Regions from separate parts of the Sus scrofa genome. Here region 2 is linked to region 1. A link is a contact called in public Hi-C data. All regions are on one chromosome and are shown on one strand. The core of a region is the stretch at or near the end of the contact, and the rest is flanking DNA. Distances in the headings are between cores, read along the strand shown.

What was found. A called contact is a pair of places that touch in the nucleus more often than the background predicts.
Region 2: a Hi-C map of liver shows a contact between it and region 1, with 3 times the contacts expected there. The contact joins the enhancer-like site here to the promoter of KCTD15 in region 1. A contact is called at or near these places in 3 of 5 promoter capture datasets (fetal liver, fetal skeletal muscle and liver), 22 of 47 Hi-C or Micro-C datasets (adipocytes, alveolar macrophages, blood and 13 more) and 2 of 2 datasets of contacts at active chromatin or transcription factors (alveolar macrophages and skeletal muscle).

The regions. Positions count from the first base shown.
Region 1 is chr6:43,525,531-43,530,933 of Sscrofa11.1, forward strand. KCTD15 (BTB/POZ domain-containing protein KCTD15) reads left to right here and starts at 3,147. Exons shown (of 7, transcript XM_021094316.1): 1 at 3,147-3,310; 2 at 4,963-5,058. It overlaps LOC102158826 (a long non-coding RNA gene), which reads left to right. Exons shown (of 7, transcript XR_002344633.1): 7 at 1-597.
Region 2 is chr6:43,685,780-43,691,625 of Sscrofa11.1, forward strand. The region is part of intron 4 of LOC100623157; the gene reads right to left. Among named protein-coding and RNA genes, the nearest start is that of LSM14A, 160 kb to the right of the region's middle. Within about 2 kb of position 3,037, at least 2 of the 83 cell types and tissues checked have an H3K27ac peak or open chromatin away from gene starts, as enhancers often do. A contact at or near this core is called in liver, where this site is marked.

The DNA.
Region 1 (5,403 bases), core at 1,897-4,396:
AAGATGTATTTTCACAGGATGTTTCAGTATGTCTTCAGTCCTAATTATCCACTTTCAATTAAAAAACAAAAAGCCTCAGCACTGCAATATATACCACCGATCATTACATGCCTATCACAGCTCATATCCGAGTCCCTCAGTGTAAAAGATGGTTGACATTTAGCCGGGAACTTTTAAAACACTTGAGGATAAATTATGGCCCAAACTTACTCTTCTTAATGACATGTATAAAGTTCAGCTCTTTAATAAAAGGTTTCAGGAATAGGAAAACAAAGTTTCCAGCAATATTCAGGAAATAAAAGGTCTTTGAGAATGGTCAGGTCTTGTTTCAATGAAATTGTGCATTTTTAATACAGTTGGTATAGAGTGAAACTCTTAGAAAAACATCGAGGATTTGAAAATGAAATGGAACATCCTATTTGCAGGGTCACCAGTACCACAGCGAGATTTGTCTCTTAAACAATGACACTTCGTATCTCTGTAGTTCCATGAATACTTTTGAAGTGTCATATTAAAACCCATCTCGTGGCCTTGAGGCAAAGAGAAGCAATTAGTCTTGGAGTTGTGAATAAATAAAAATCCATTTATACACCCGTCCTTGACATGTACCTTGCAAATCTTAGAAACTTCATCTAGTGGGAAAAGAAATGTTAAATCATGAATACCAATACTAATCACATCGCCATGTGGCCTCCTAAAACAGTTTAGTTTATACCCATCTTCTAAGTATTAATTTATATGTATATATTCGTCCATATTGAACACGAAGCAAAGAAGCTCTATCAGGCACCTACCCGGTGGGATGAGAGGGGTGAGAGGCGATGAGGCCATGAGGGTTGGGGTTCTCAGTGGGTCTGGGCTCCTCAGACAGGAGCCTGGAGCATTCTTCCTCATGCTCACCGCTTCCCCCCAGCGCTCAAAGGCTTGAGAAGGGGGAAGGTTCTTACCCCGAAGAAGCCTGAGGCATCCAGACATGGCCTTCTCCACTTGGGATCCCAGCTACCATTTTAGGGGGGACACAGGAGGTCAGAGTAGTTGGGACCCTTGCTTCTGGCTCCATTCCCTCAGTGCTGGGAGGGGCGGGTGGAGATGGAGGCTTTGCTCTTCTTGGCATGGCAGTGCAGCCCTGGGGAGACGGAGTCACCACGGACGAAAGCAGACCTCCCAGGCCTGGCTTGGCCAAAATATAGAGAGCAGAGAGTAGTGCTGTCAGGCCTGAGCTGGGAGCCAGAAGCCCGGGGGGTGCCAGGGCGTGGGGAGCAGAGTGGGCAGCCCATGGGCTGTGCTAGAACCGCTGTACAGCTCCTTGACCTACTTCCAGGGCCCCTTTCTGTTCTAGGAGCAGCCAAAAATCCATAAATTAAGGAAATTAACTGATGGGGCCTGCGGCATCTTTGTAAGCTATTTAAATCTATAAATTTACAACATCTTCTGCATATATCAAGTAATTGAACTAACTGCAGGGATGTAACTTTAATGAGAAAATTTCCCCCTTCTCCTGTAGTTCAAGGTCTAAAATAAATAAATAAATGAAACCTTCCCTTAGGAGGAAAGTTTCTGCTTATTCCCGCGTGGAGAAGTTCCAGAAGCGCGGTCTGGGAGCTCTTTCCACGCGCGAGGTCCCCTGGCCAAGGAGAAGAAGGCCCACAGCTCTTTCTCCTCCCGCCGGTGCCCCCGCCCACCCCCGCTCGTGCCCCCGCCCACCCCCGCTCGTGCCCCCGCTCCGGGCCGGCCCCTGGCGGCCCCTGAGAGTGGGGCCGCTAGAGGGCGCCCAGGTCCGGCTGGAGTTCGGGGTGGGGGCCCCGGCGCGGCTCTGGGCTGGAGCGCACCCGTCCTCCAGCTCGAGCCTGGCTCGAGCCAGGGCGTCCCCGAAGCCGGACGGGGGCGCAGTGCAGGCCGGGCGCGCGGCACTGGAGGCTCCGTGCTCCGTTTCCTAGGAGCCGGGAAGTGGTCCAGGAGCAGGCGGAGGTGGGGGACGGGCGGGGAGCGAGAGAAAGAGGAAGGGGAGGAGGAGGTAGGACAGGAGGAGGAAGCGGCAGCCGCCTCGGGGACCAGGGGGGACGCCCTGGGCGCAGGCCTCGGCGCCGCGAGGAGTCTTGGCGTTAGACGTCTCCATCGCGCCGCGCGAGTCAAGGAAATGGCGCGTCTGGCCGCGGGGGGCCGGCCGGGCGCCCCCCTCCCCCGCGGTAGCCGACCGCGTGTCCGCAGACGTCACGGGCGGCGCTGCTCCCCGGTAGAGGGGCGGTCGGGGCAGAGACCCGGGGAGGAAGGCCGGGGAGGGGGAGGGGCGGCTCTGGCCCCCGGCTCCGCTCCAGCCCCGGCCGACTCGCAGCCCAGTTTCTTCCCAAGTCCCGCCCCTGGCCCCGGGCGCCGCGGCGGCGGCTGCTCTCCTCTTTGTAACCGAGGAGTCAAGAAATGTGAGAAACGTGCCCTGTGTTACTTATTTGGGAGCCGAAAATTTATGCCCAGCTGAAAGCGCCCGGGGAAATATTACATCAGATGAAATGACAATGATTAAAATCAGCTTCTCCCCCGCCCCCTCCCGAGCCCGGAGGAGGCCCGGGCGCCGCGTGGCTGGCCGGCGGGGGGCGGGGGCTGGGCGGCGGAGGGCGCGGGGCCTGGGCGCACCGCTCCCGGGAGGGTCCTGGCGGAGGCCACGGCGGGAAGGCGCAGGCTTCGGGGGAGGCGGGTGGTGCTCGCCCGGCTAAAGGAAGGGAAACGGCGCATTTTTGTCGCCGAGCGCGGTAGGCGCGGGCGCGCGGAGCTAATTGCGACTCTAATCCTCTGCCCCGCGGCGCAGCCAAGCCCCGAGCCAGGAGTCGCCGCGCGCTCCCGCTCGCCTCGCCGCGCTGGGTAATTTGGAGCCGGATCGCTGCCCTTGGCGTCCGGGCTCGGCCGCGACGGGGCGCGGGCTGAGGGCTGAGGTGGGGGGCTGGTTTTCTCGCCAGCAACCGGGGAAGGCCGCTGGAGAGAGAGGAGGGAGGAGAGGAGGTGGGAGCGGCGGGAGGGCAGCCGGAGAGCGGCGCGAAGAGGAGGCGGCGGCGGCGGCCGCGAGGAGGGGAGGAGGCGAGGGGAGGGCGGGGAGGGGAGGCCCCGGCGCGCCGCGCCGCGAGGGGCCGCGCGAAGCGGGGGCCGGGGCGGGAGGGGTGGGTGGGGGAGGGTTGGGGGCGAGAGAGAAAGTAACTCCAGGACGAGACCGGAGCGACCCGCGCGGCGAGCATAGGCGGCGAGGCTGTGCCCGGCGCCCGAGACCGGCGGCTGCGGGGGGCGGGGGCTGCGCCCGAGCCGGATCCGCCGCTCCGGCTCCGAGGTAAGCCCCGCGCGGGCGGCCACCGCTCAGCGACGCGCACCCCTGTCCCTAAAGTGGCTGTGATACCCAGAAAGTCGCCCGGCCGGGATTCGGACCTGGGCGGGGGCGGCTGCTTTGTCCCGGTGCAAGGCGGCGGGGACTGGCGGCGCGGGGGCACCCAGCACAAAGGCCTGGCGCGGGAAGGGGGGATTGCCCACGTGGGCCGGCCCTGGCCCCGGGTGGACCCTCCCCACGCGGGCGGGCACCGAGCTTCCTGCCGCGCGGGGCGGGGTGGGGGGGAGGGTGGCGTTCAGGTCCGGGCACTTGGGCCTCAGTGCAGGGCCGAGCGCCCTGCAGAGCCAGCGAGTTTCCGGGGTCAGAACCGGGCTCACGCAGCTGGGGCTTCGGGCTGATTGGGCCGGGCTTGGTGTCCAAATCAGGGAGAGAAAAAGTCTCCAACGGGACAGATGTGCGTCCTCAGACGCCCACCCGCGAGTCCCAAACGGAGCGGAAGGGGCTGGCGCGCCGGTGGGTCATCCCAAGCGCGGGTCTGGAACCCCAGGCGGGCCGCGCGGAGACGCGGTCGTCGCCGCCGGAGCCCTGCACCCCGCCGGTACCCCCAGACCTGGACGCGCGCACCGGCACACACTCTCAAACAGCCCCCCCTCCCCCTTAGCTGGAGCGCGTTTCCGTCCTCCGCGCCCCCCACCCCCGGCTGCAGAAAGATAAGCTTCAAGTTTTCACTCGGTGTCTCAAATGTGCATGAAGGAATTTAACTGCACGAGTGAATAACAGCATTAGTTTCAATTAATTTTTTTTAATCCCGGCAACAATAAACTTTGAGAACAAAAGCGCTTTTACGTCCTTAATTAGGCGAGCTTCCCATCTGTGGTCTCTTAAGTGTCTGCCTCTTGATTTAACTTTGTCTTCCGCCCCGCCCCTGCCGCACACCCCTCCCGGTCCTGCCAGGCGCTCTGGGTTCCGCGGCCACCCCCGCCCCGCGGCGCCGCGGGCCTGGGCCCAGCCGGCTCCGGCCGCCCCGAAGTTCACAGCGGCCGGCGGGCTCCGTGGAGGGGCTGGCGCGCGCCAGGTGGCCCGCCTGCCTCCCTTCTAGCCCACCTCCTGGGCAATTCTGCAGGCCCCTGGCCCTCTAGCCCCGGGCTGGCGCCCTGGGCGCAGAGCCGAAGGGAGCTCTCGAGGCGCCTTCTGTTTACCTTTTATGGTTAAAATAACAGCTTAGCAAAGAAGCGACTTCACGAAGAAGCGATTTAGTGAAATCGTCTCAAGCTGCCGCAGCTCAGCCAGTTTAATCACCCCCAGAGAGCTGAACAACTGCGAGCACAATGGGACACAAAATCATTTTGTGTGTAAATGAGCGTGGCATTCTGCTCGCTTCCCTCTGCTCGGGCGGGCGGGGCTCGGCGGCGGCGGTGGGGCGGGCGCGGGACCCGGGGCTCCCGCTGCAGCTTGGAGAAGCGGGTCAATACCCAGCTAGTTTGGAAACCTGCGGGGCCGTGGAGCACTCTACCGCCGAAGCTCCTGCAACAGGCGGTTTGGCTGATCCTCGGGAGGGCCGTGGCGCGCTGGGGCTGGGTCGTGGGGTTTGATGCTGGTGCTGGAGGAATGAACTTGTGTCTCTTCGTGTACCCACTTTATGCTTCTGACCTCAGCAGTGGTCTCGGGGAAAGGGTCGTGGTCCAGCACAGATGCGTTTGTCGGAGGGAGCAGTGGAGGTTCGAGTCAAGGCGTACAGCCTGGGGCTTCCAATGGTGAGTGAGTTTCTGGTTTGCCACGAACATCAGGTTGTGCTTGCGATGGGAAAGAGGCTGGGTGAGAACAGGCTGGAGCAGCTTTTGCGATGGGTACTAGGTGTTAAATGTCACTTCTGAGCAGTGTCCTGGTAGTAGGAGGGAGAACACTGGGCAGTCCGCTCTGATAGAATTTCCATCCGAATTCCTTCCAGCACAGTTTATCCTCAGTGTGGCTTTCCTTCTGACTCCTCCCCCAGCAGAGCCTCCCAGGGCAGGAGAACCCATTCCTGAGATATGTTTTGGTTTCTCAGAACTTCCTTGAGATAAGTGACCTGGTTTTCTTTTGAAAGCTTTCAGGGGGAG
Region 2 (5,846 bases), core at 1,787-4,286, 160 kb after region 1:
AATTGAAGAATAAGAAATAGAGGCCTAAGAAGATTATTTAAAATTACATAGGCAACAATTAAAATAAGTAAAAACAGTAAACTATAATATATTGGTTATGAGTGAACCAGAGGAGGTAAAAGACATATAAATTAAATTTCATCTAACATAGCAAAACCCACTAGATAATTCTTAAGTTGCATAATATTTTGAGTATGAAATGACCTCAGTTGTACTACTAGAAATGGTTGAACATGATTGCTATGAAATTGTGGTTTCAATACATTACATCAGACTACCACTTCTGTAGATAATAATTAAAAACTCCAGAAAAAAACGTTATAAAAACATTTGAAGGCACTGGAAAGTGACCTGAAGCAAGCATAAAGAGGAGGGGGTTCAAGCCTTGAAAGAAGGGAATTGCGCTGAGTGAGACCTATCTTCTTATAATTTTCCCCAAAGGCACTACCTAAACTATATGGGGTGCAGCAGCTAGAACCGAAACAGAAAGCCTGAATTGGCTTGAAATGTTAGAGTTTGAATTAGCCAAAGATGCTGAAAATTGAAGGGGGGAGGGAAAGCCAGATGGAAGAAAAAGAAACCACAGAATGGTGAGTCATGAAATTTGCCTATAAACTCCCCTCAAATCCTTAGCTCACCCTGAACTGTAAATGTGCAGGGAAACTCTAAGAATTCTGCTGAAAAGCTGCAGCTGAAAGAGTGGAAAAATTGAGTGAGATTTTAGCTCCCCCCCCCCACCCCCCGCAGAGGACACAGTTGAATTTAGAACTCTCTCAAGGTAGAGGGATTGGGTTGACACTGAGGCTTTCCAAAGAACGAAGTCTCAGTCAACACTGAGATAATATCAGGTGGTCTAACAATATATGCAACTGATGTTCCAGAAGGACGGGATGAGGAGCAGAAAATATTTGAAAAAATATATATAAGGCTGTTCACTGATGCCTCATAAGAAAAAATGGAGGCCACTGGACAATGGAAGGACATCTCTAAAGGGCTGAAGAAAAAGGATGCCAATACTGAATTCTATATGTTGGGAAAATATCCTCCAAAAATAGGATAAAATAAATATATTTTTAGATACATGAAAGCTAAAAGAATTTGTTATTAGACTTGTCATTAGAAATGCTAAAGGAAGTTCTTCAGGCTAAAGGAAAGTGATACCAGATGGAAACTTGAATCTAGGAAAGAACAGACAACAGTAGAAATGGTGAATAACTTCGTAAACATACAAGACTTGTGTCTTCCCATATTTGCTTTAAAACCTGACTGTTTAAAGCAAAATAATAGCACTGTAAGGTAGGGCTTATGAGGTGTGTAGAATTAAAAGACATAATAACAAGAGCATAAAGGATGGGGTGGAAAAGCAGGTAAATGGAATGGTTCTATGTTAAGGTATTGCATTTGTGAAGTGTGAAGTATGAACTGTGACGGGGGATGCATAGGGTGTGAAACGAGAAGTAACAGATGTGAACAATGGTACAAAGTAATTCTAAACAGGCTTTGATACATTAAGGCTATATGTATCCTTGTTAGCTTTAGAACAGCCACTAACATGTAATAAAAACAGGCATAAATAAGAAGTCGATAGTAGAAATAAAATAAAATCCAAAAATGTTCAATTAATCCAAAAGAAGGCAGGATAAAAGGATCAAAAGAATGAAGGCCAGGGAAGAAAACAAAAAACAAATAATAAGACAGTAGATTTAAACTCAACCACACCAATAACTGCATTATATGTAAATGCAGTATTTATTTCAATTAAACAGCTAAGAATATCAGACTACACATAAAAGCCACATTCAATTACATGTTACCAGTAAGAGATGTACTTTAAATATAAAAGAAAGCGTGATTGAAAGTAAAAGTGTAGCAAAATACACAGGCAAACAATAAGCATAAGAATGCTTCAATGGCGGAGTTCCTGTCATGGCGCAGTGGCTAACGAATCCGACTAGGAACCATGGGGTTGGTTGCAGGTTTGATCCCTGGCCTTACTCAGTGGGTTAAGAATCCGGCATTGCTGTGAGCTGTGGTGTAGGATGCAGACGCGGCTCGGCTCAGATTCCGCGTTGCTGTGGCTGTGGTGTAGGCCGGTGGCTATAGCTCTAATCTGACCCCTAGCCTGGGAACCTCCAAGTGCCACGGCAGTGGCCCAAGAAATGGCAAAAAAGACCAAAAAAAAAAAAAAAAAAAAAAAAAAAAAAAGGTAAAGAACCAAACCTCTAATGAAAACATAGGAGAAAATCTTCATAACCTTGAAGTAGACTATGATATTCTGACTAATAATAAGAAATATATATTTAGTCTTTACCCCATTTCTGACACAGAGCTCCTAAAACTCTTGGAATATTTTGTGATGAGAGATAAAGGTGCCTCTATATGTTAATGAGGTGACTTTTGGAAAGCACCTAAGGACGCTGCGAGCGGGTTGCCAGTGGAACCAACCATGTGATTAGAGGGTTGGAACTTTCAGTCCCAACCCCTGACCTCTGGGAAGGAGAGAGGGGCTGGAGGTTGCATCAGTGGCCCATAGCCAATGGTTTAATCAATTGCACCTATGTAATGAAGCCTCCATAAAAACCTTAGGGACAGGGTTTGGAGAGCTGCCAACACGTCCACATGCCACCTTGCCATGCCCGAACCCCAGGAGGACAGAGCTCCTTTGTTCAGGACCTTGCCCTGTTATTTCTCTTCATTTGACTGTTGATTCATATGCTTTAATGCCCTTTGTAAAACAAACAAAAAAAAACAACCAGTAATATAGTGAGTAAATGGGTTTCCTGAGTTCCATGAGCCACTCTAACAAATTAATCATACCCAAGGAAAGGGTTGTGGGAACTTCCAATCTGTAACTGGTCTGGTCAGAAGCACAGGCAACAACCTGGGCTTGCAATTGGCACCTTAGGCGGAGGGCGGGCTTGTGGGACTAGGCTCTTAACCTGTGCAATTTGACCCTATCTCTCAATAGACAGTGTCAAAATTGAGTTGATTATAGGACGCCAGTTGGTGTAGGCACATTGTTTGTTGGTGTGGCAAACACTGCCTCCCCCAGTGTTGGAACTGGGCCTGCAAACCTAAAATAGGCAAAGATTTCTAGGACAGAGTACAAAAAGCATCAACTATAAAAGAAAAAAATCGATAACATGCATTTCATCAAAATGAAAAATCTCTGCCAACCAAGACTGAATGTTTTGAGATTGAGAACAAGATAAGGATGTCTACTCTTAGCATTTCTAGTCACCATTGTACTAGAGCTTCTGGCCAGGGAAATAAGGCAGGAAACAGAAATAAAAGGTATCCACCCTGAAAAGGCAGAACTACAACTATCTTTATTCTCAGACAACATAATTATATATATTATATATAATCTCATATATACGAAAATTTTTTTTAATTCTTTAAAAAGAGGACTACAACTAGTAAGTGAGTATAGCAAATTGGCAGGATAGAAGATCAACGCACAGAAATGAATTGTACTTCTCTGTGCTAGCAATGAATATCTGAAATGAAATTAAGAGAGCAGCTCCATTCACAATAATATCAAAAAGAACAAAATACTTAGAAATAAGTTTAACAAAAGCAGTGTAAGACTTATACTCTGAAACTATAAAACGCTGTTGAAAAAATTAAAGATCTAAACAAATGGAGAGACATTACACTTTCATAGATTGAGAGACTCAATATTGTTTAAGACGGCAATTTTCTGCCAACTGATCTGCTATCAAAATCCCAGCTGGGCGCTTTTTTTTTTGTTTTGTTTTTGTTTTTTTGTGGTGGTGGGGAGAGGGCAGAAACTGACAAGCTGATCTAAAACTCATACAGAAATGCAGAATGACAAGAAATAGCTGAAACAATCTGGAAAAAGAATGAAGCTGGAAGACTTATACAGCCCAACTTCAAAACTTATTACAAAGCTCCCATAATCAAGACAGTGCAATACTGGCTTAAGGACAGACATTTAGGTCAATGGAAGAGAACCGATACTCCAAAAATAAGCCCTGACATTCACAGACAACTGATTTTTGAGAAGCACACCAAGATGATTCAATGGGGGAAAGAACAATATTTTCAACAAATGGCGCTAGGACAACTGGATAGCCACATGCAAAGGGATATATTTGGACGCTTACCTCACACCATACACAAAATATAACTCAGAATGCATCAAGACTTAAATGTAAAGATTAAAACTATAAAACTCTTAGAAGACAGCAGAGGAGTAAATATTAGTGACCTTGGTTAGGCAATGATTTCTTAGGTAAGATATTAAAAGCATAAGAGATAAGAAGAAAAAAAAAACTAAGTTGGACTTCACTACTCCCTTTAGTGGATCTAAAATATAACCATATTTATAACTATTTCATCTTTTTTGAAACAATAGTAAACAAAATCTCTACACTGATCACTGAAGACTCTGTCCCTGGACCTGGTGGTCCAGTGCTTGGGCTTGGCAGGTAAATGATACCTTTCCAAACAGGAGATTTTGTCTCATCTTCTGTCTTCCATGAAGTCGTGACAGCAAGGAGCTTGGGCTTGATTATTATAACCATAATCAGTGGTTATTTTAACAGTCACTATGCATAAAAGAAAAGAATACATATATGCATAACTGAATATATGTATTGCTGTACACGTGAAACACACAACATTGAAAATCAACTAGGCATTCCCGTGGTGGCTCAGCAGAAAGGAATCTGACTAGCATCCATGAGGACACAGGTTCGATCCCTGGCCTCACTCAGTGCGTTAAGGATCCGGTGCTGCCATGAGCTGTCGTGTAGGTCACAGACACGGCTCAGATCTAGCGTTGTGTGGCTGTGGTGTAGGCCAGCGCCTACAGCTCCAATTTGACCCCTATCCTGGGAACCTCTATTTGCTGTGGGTGTGGCCCTAAAAAGACAAAAAAGAAAAAAAAAAGAAAAAAAAAAAAGAAAATCAACTACACTTCAATGAAAAAATAAATTTAAAAAAACCCAGCAACAGTGACAATGGTGACAAGAAGGTCATGAGGGCATTTTCTGGGTGATAAAAATGACCCGTATCTTGAGCATGGTGGTAGTCACAAACCATACCAATTAATCAATCTATTTGAAGACTTTTCAACTGTGCATTTCAATGTATGTAAATTTTACCTCGATAAAAATTTTGTTTTATAAAGTGATCGCTCTGAGGAGCAACATGAGAGGAAGAGAAGATAAGCCCAGTGCTGTGCTTTTCATTGCAAGCCCTTCAGGACTTCTTGAAATTTGTAAAAGCATGTGTATGAATTACTTGAAATTCTTTAAGTTCTGAAAAATGAAACACATGAAATGTGAAGCTCCTTACTGTCATGACTTCATGGAAGACAGAAGATGAGACAAAATCTCCTGTTTGGAAGGGTATCATTTACCTGCCAAGCCCAAGCACTGGTCAGAGAGAGAGACCACCAGGTCCAGGGACAGAGTCTTCCGTCAAAAGCCACGTTCTTGAAAGCCCCAGTAGAAACGCAATAGCAGTCGTGTATTCCCTGTTGTGCGGCTACCATACCAAACAGGCAAACTCTAAAAAAATGAAAGTCGGAATTTCAAAAGCTTCCATTTTCTTAAATGCTAACGCTTATTTGCATATCAAAATTGCCTCAGGACAGTAAGCAGACTTAGGAAATTAAGGAATTACATTTGAAGGGAGAGAAAGAAGTAGGACAAATGTGTGAAAGTATAGAGCACCCCTACCCCCACCCCATCACCGAAAAGCTGGTTTCAAGTTTAAATCAACCACCCAGCAACATTCGTAAATAAAAAGAAAGACTTAAAGTGTCATGGCTGTTGCATTTTGATAATACTGTTACAACCAATTTATTTACTAAC